Linked DNA regions of Sus scrofa: region 2 is linked to region 1. Evidence: chromatin contacts called from public Hi-C data. All regions are on one chromosome and are shown on one strand. The core of a region is the stretch at or near the end of the contact, and the rest is flanking DNA. Distances in the headings are between cores, read along the strand shown. Region 1 overlaps PTPRM (receptor-type tyrosine-protein phosphatase mu). Region 2 overlaps PTPRM (receptor-type tyrosine-protein phosphatase mu).

Evidence for each region. A called contact is a pair of places that touch in the nucleus more often than the background predicts.
Region 2: a contact with region 1 is called in a Hi-C map of heart right ventricle, with 3 times the contacts expected there. The contact joins two enhancer-like sites. A contact is called at or near these places in 4 of 47 Hi-C or Micro-C datasets (embryonic fibroblasts, epiblast stem cells, fetal heart ventricle and 1 more).

Annotation. Positions count from the first base shown.
Region 1 is chr6:99,372,742-99,375,635 of Sscrofa11.1, reverse strand. It overlaps PTPRM (receptor-type tyrosine-protein phosphatase mu), which reads left to right. Exons shown (of 36, transcript XM_021097712.1): 31 at 29-202; 32 at 1,219-1,350. Among named protein-coding and RNA genes, the nearest start is that of RAB12, 130 kb to the right of the region's middle. Within about 2 kb of position 1,400, at least 3 of the 83 cell types and tissues checked have an H3K27ac peak or open chromatin away from gene starts, as enhancers often do.
Region 2 is chr6:99,488,308-99,491,201 of Sscrofa11.1, reverse strand. The region is part of intron 21 of PTPRM (receptor-type tyrosine-protein phosphatase mu); the gene reads left to right. Among named protein-coding and RNA genes, the nearest start is that of RAB12, 250 kb to the right of the region's middle. Within about 2 kb of position 1,416, at least 18 of the 83 cell types and tissues checked have an H3K27ac peak or open chromatin away from gene starts, as enhancers often do.

The DNA.
Region 1 (2,894 bases), core at 151-2,650:
TTCCAAGTGTGTGTCCTCCGTCCCCTAGACCCTGAACATGGTGACGCCAACCCTGCGTGTGGAGGACTGCAGCATTGCGCTCCTGCCCCGGAACCACGAGAAGAACCGCTGCATGGACATCCTGCCCCCCGACCGCTGCCTGCCCTTCCTCATCACCATCGATGGCGAGAGCAGCAACTACATCAACGCCGCTCTCATGGATGTGAGATGAGGGATGGGGTGGGGGGATGGGAGGATATCCCTACAGGGGCCTGCACCTGCCTCCTCTCTTGGGACTTCTCTGCCCTGTTTTTGTTGTTGTTGTTGTTGTTGTTGTTTTAAAGACATAAACTGTATGTTCAACAACATGCATTTCTGATTCCGAATCTGTTTTTGGGTCGGGCTCATAGTCTTGGTCTCCCTGAGACCCTGAGTCCAGGAAGAGTGATAAATGAGGCAGGTCCCAGGTGCTCTCCGAGCACGGAAATTTTTAACCTGCTGGCCGGAGAGCAAGAGACAGCTATTAAGTCAGGAAGGCAGTGAAGTGGGATAATATGGTTTGCAGCATTATTTGAGTTCCCATTTCTCCTAATTTAGGCAGTAATTAACATGGGGGGAAAATCGCCCATCGGCACAGAGAGAACACAACTCATTACTCCCTGTCAGTCTCTTTGCTTCTGACTGAATGAACATTTGCTAGTCAATTGATGGGGAAAGTGAATGGGTCTTTTCAGTGCTAATATGGAAATTTGAATTCTATTAGTGTGATATCAGTGAAAAGGTATTTAAACTTGTTTGAAGCTCTGCAGAGCTGTAAAAAGCATGGGTGTCCTTTTATGGCAGGAAGAAATAACAGCATCTCACAAGTAAACAACAAGCAAACAGATTTTAGGAAAAAACAGAACTATTTATGCATATTTTTAAAGTTAAATTTTCTCCATTAAAATAGTTATGTATAGGGCCAATATTGCCTTTCTGCCAAAAACACACAACAACAAAAAAAATTATAAGGGATACTTATTGTTTTCTTGGTATCAAAGTAGGAGAATTTTATCACTGTTATTCTGTAGATGAGTCTATATTTAGTCTGTTTTGGCATCGACAATGGTGATAGAATTCAACAATTGTTAAATATGTTCACTGTTTTATGTCACAAGCTCCCATGTGTACAAAATAAGTTAGCTTCCTCCTGTCACATTTTCCCGAGTATATTTGGATCTCTCTTGTTTGTGTTTGCAGAGCTATAAACAGCCCTCGGCTTTCATAGTCAGCCAGCATCCTTTGCCAAACACAGTGAAAGACTTCTGGAGACTGGTCCTGGATTATCACTGCACTTCTGTGGTTATGCTAAATGACGTGGATCCCGCCCAGGTGAGACTCGGGAGTCACAGCCATCAGAGCCCGTGCCCAGGGTCAAGTCTGTGTTTGCTTTGTTGGCACATTGAGAAGTGCTATCCCCTGGTAGAAGGTCACCAGCGCCAGGCAAGGACTGAACCAGAGATGCTGAAAAATCCAGATGGAGTTAAGAGATGGGGCAGAAGATAGTCTGAGACCAAAAAGGCAGCCTGAAGTGATAGATGGTGGGAGTGACAGGGCAAGACGGAGTCAGAAGATAGGCTGTTCCTGAAGGTTGGTAATCCTGACTCAGGGGCAATAGGAGGTGCGGAGAGAGTCAGAGTGAACAGGGGCCCAAGCTTCTCAGAGCCGAGAGTAGAGCAAGCCAACCAGGGACCCTGAGGAAAGGCCGCCAGCCTCCAACAACCTGGGGTCCCTCCGAGAGCCTCTGCACACTCCTGGCCCAGCCCACCTGGAGTCCACAGGCGGCAGTGGCCATGGTGGGATGACAGGGGAGACCAACAGGTGTATCTAAGGGACAGCAATTACTTTAATCAACTCTTTGGTAAAGATATGAAAAGGAAATAAAAGTGTAATTTGAAGATATGAAAAGCTCAGAGGGAATTCCCATTGTGGCTCCACGGGTTAAGGATCCGACTAGTATCCATGAGGATGCACATTCAATCCCTGATCTCGATAAGTGGGTTAAGGATCCGGCATTGCTGTGAGCTGTGGTCTAGGTCGCAGTTGTGACTCAGATCTGGTGTTGCTGTGGCTGTGGCGTAGGCTGGCAGCTGCAGCTCCAATTTGAGCCCTAGTCTGGGAATGTCCATATGCTACAGGTGCAGCCCTAAAAAGACAAAAAAAAAGAAAAGCTCAGAATTATAAATGGGGCTGTTGCATAGCTCCTCTTAAACATAGAAAGAGAAAATTGGGCAGTGGTGACTCAATCTTAGTAATGGGGTTAGAAGCGTTTCTTAAAGGGATTTGTCAGGCCAGCGTTGGCACCCAGGTCCTGGGAGCTGGATTCATTGCTTGAGGGCAGGGCTGTTCCAGTTCTGGCCTGACCAGCCGTGATAGAGGGCCTCTGGGAAGTTTGAACTTGACATGTTGTAGGAGTAAACTTGTTCTGGAACTGAGTTAATTTTCTGTCTCATTGACACAATTTTTTTCTTTGAAAGAAATTCTTTAGCCAAAAAAAAAAAAAAGAAAGAAAAGAAAGTCTGAAGTATTGCAGCACCCAAACTGGTCAAGATTTTTCCTTCCTAAAATCCATTTTCTTGTCATCAGTTTGCCCTAAATCCCACAGACGTTCAATTCTCTAATGTTTTTAATTATGTTTGAGGCACTGCATTATATTGTTACGGCTCCAGCCTGAAAGCCAGTTAATGAAATAATAATGATAATCCTGCCTTCATCTAGTCCTTATTATTTAAGAAGCTTAAATATTTTAGCGGTCTTCCCCGTTGATCCTTTTCCGAGGACAGATTGCAACCATTTATAAAGACAAGCAGACAGCACCGCTCAGGGAACACACCTAGAAATAGGATGGAGGACGCTGATTTTTCTAACTCATGATG
Region 2 (2,894 bases), core at 167-2,666, 120 kb before region 1:
GAGAATGCGGCAGTCAGGGCTCTGTCATACAGGGCACGGTGTCCCACAGAGAAGCTGGGGCATCATTCCGGCTGCCGTTGGAAGAGCAGAAGGATGTTGGTAACATGCGTCTGATTCCGTACTTGGAGGGAGATCTCTTCATACAAATCGCTGAATTTTTTTTTTTTCCTTTTTACAGCCTCACCTGCGGTATATGGAAGTTCCCACACCACGTGTTGAATCAAAGCTTCAGCTGGTCGAATCAATCTATACCACCGCCACAGCAACTCAGATCTGAGCCACATCTGCAACCTTTGCTGCAACTTACAGCAACACCAGATCCTTAACCCACAGATCGAGGCCAGGGATCAAACCCATATCCTCACAGATACTACGTTGGGTCCTTAACCCACTGAGCCACAACGGGAACTCTAAACAGCTTAATTTTTAAATGCTGTTGTACAAGGCACACAGGAACTGCTTTAACAATAATAGACAACAGCCCCCCCCAAAAAAAATAAATAAAAGGAAGAGGAAAAATGTATTTACTGAAAAAGTGTAATAGAAACTGCATCCCTCTAGCCTCTTTTAAAAAGTACAGAGCAATGCTTGGCTCTGAGACTTGGCGAAGCAATGAACCACCTTGACACTGACGCCTCCCTGGGGATGAAATGCCAAGAAAGCCTCAGGTTGCCGTAGAGACCTCAGCATAACTGCCCCATCGGCCTTTCTGGCTTTTTTTCAATCCATGGACATCAGGAAACATCAGCCATTTAGACTGTAAAGTAGTTTTGAAAGAGTGAGCTTCTCTCTGTTGGCACTGTTTCAACCAATCCATCTTCATCTTTTCCAAGACAGCGATGTCTTAAAACTGGCCTGAGCCCTGGAAAGGTTCATTACCACTCAAGGAGCCAACAGAAGTGCATCCAAACCAGAGGGGAGACGGGGTGGGATAAGAGAGCAGTGCTGAGTGCAGATCTCTTATTTGATTTTATTCTAACAAGATGGTCATATGGCACCTCTCATCAGGGAAATGCAATAATTTGATTCAAAAGCAACTCAGACATGACTCACAATAAAAAAGTAAACAGGCGGAACTGAACAGAAAATGGCAAGTTGTCAGCAGAGAACGGATGGAGACTCTCGGGAGAACAACGAACCCAGTGGAAGGGCCGGTTTGCTCACGTTGCTACCAAAAGGGAGCCAGTCTCTCTCCCACATGGAGAGCCAACCCCCTGAGCAAGATCAGTGATTTACCAGGACTGAGAAAGGAGAGGGTTGTACTCAGGGAGGCGGGGTTGAGCCATCCACCCCTGCCTTTATCACCTGGAATGAAAAGGAAAATTCTCCAGCTCAGCTGCGAGCCAGGAGGCCCCGCCCTGGACCTGGCAGCATTACAGCTGCAAACTGCTCCCAGCTGCTGAGTGGGACAGAGGGCGTCCTAGCCTCACAGGCGGCCCTGCAGAGTTGGAGAGCCAATTCCTGCCCCTCTGGCGTCCCCAGAGGGCCTTCTTTAGTCCTCAGTTTTTGGACTGATCCCAAGTGTCTTTGGGATCCAAGCAGAGAAACGTTGACCTTCTGCAGGAAAATGGTTGTGTCCTTCTGAGAGGAAGTATGTTGCCCTCATTGTAAAATTAAGATCAAGGAAGGACAGCAATTTAAAACCACGTCCACCAAGTGCCTCCTGGAAAACACAGGTGGTACTATTTCATTAGCCAATAATCAATGTCGTTCGGGAGCACAAACATTTATCTTCCAGTCATGAGAGCCGAACTGTATAAAGCTAAGTAATTCCTGGCCGCTCCTCTTCAAAAAATACATGTGTGTGTACATACATACCTAAAGGTATTTAGAAAAGCGCTACCCTGACCGCACCTGCTTTTCTCCTGTGTGTTTCTCTAGGACATGAACACACGTGATTAATTTTATAATTGAGTGTGGAGATTGTTTTTGTGCTCAATTTAAACTTGAGGATTGGAGACTTTATGCTAGAATCTTCAGGCTTAAGTATAACTTAAGCGTTTTTCCAAGGAACCTGGATTTTAAAAAAACGAAAAACAAAAAAAATGTAGCTCGTTGGAGATCTTTTTAAAATATGTGGATTGTATATTTCCCCCTCTCATCTTTCCCTCTGTTTTCTAAGTAAAACAGCCAATTTTGGTAAACAGAAGCCCAGTGTTCTATTTGATGCCTTTGTCTGTATTTGACAATGTGTGGCAAGCCAAGACGGTATTGTTATTAAAATGTCTCACTTGACCTCCAAAATCAGTGAAAACTGGAAAGAGAAAACCACTCCCTGAAAACCACCTCCTCCCCACGGAGGCTGCAGTTCTCATTCCTGTTGAAAGGCTCTTAGTCAGAAAGGCCATCAGCTGGGAAGACAGGCCAGCATCCTCAGGTGAGCAGGCTGCAGCATGGGCAGGAGGGTGTCCGTGCTGGCTTCTGCCCGGTGGGGGGCTAGTGGGCAGAGAGGGAATTGCAGGTACAGGTATGTCTAGAAAAGTTCTAAGGACTGGGCCCAGCGGCCCCCTTGCTTGGTTTTGAGAACAGAGACGGGGGCGCAGGTGGAACAAGAGGTGCTTTGTGTTCTGTACCTGCTGGAACCATTGTGACCCAGCTGGGCTGTGCTTGTGCGTGGTCCACAGTGGAGGCGCCCCCTCGGCTCACCTCCAGCCCACACACTTTTCAGATGTGCTTTTCCACTCCCTTTTCATATTCTGAGGCACCAGCTGAGTCCATCAATCGCCACAATCAATGCAGGTTATTTTCTGTCCCACAGGATACAAAACAAACAAAACAAAACCATTGAAAGCCAAGGATGGGGAGTTTGGGGAGCCTTGGCGAGCGCTGCAAATACATTAAGAATCGCAACAGCTGCGCCTGCAATGGCTGCAGCAGCCAAGTGAGTTTTGACA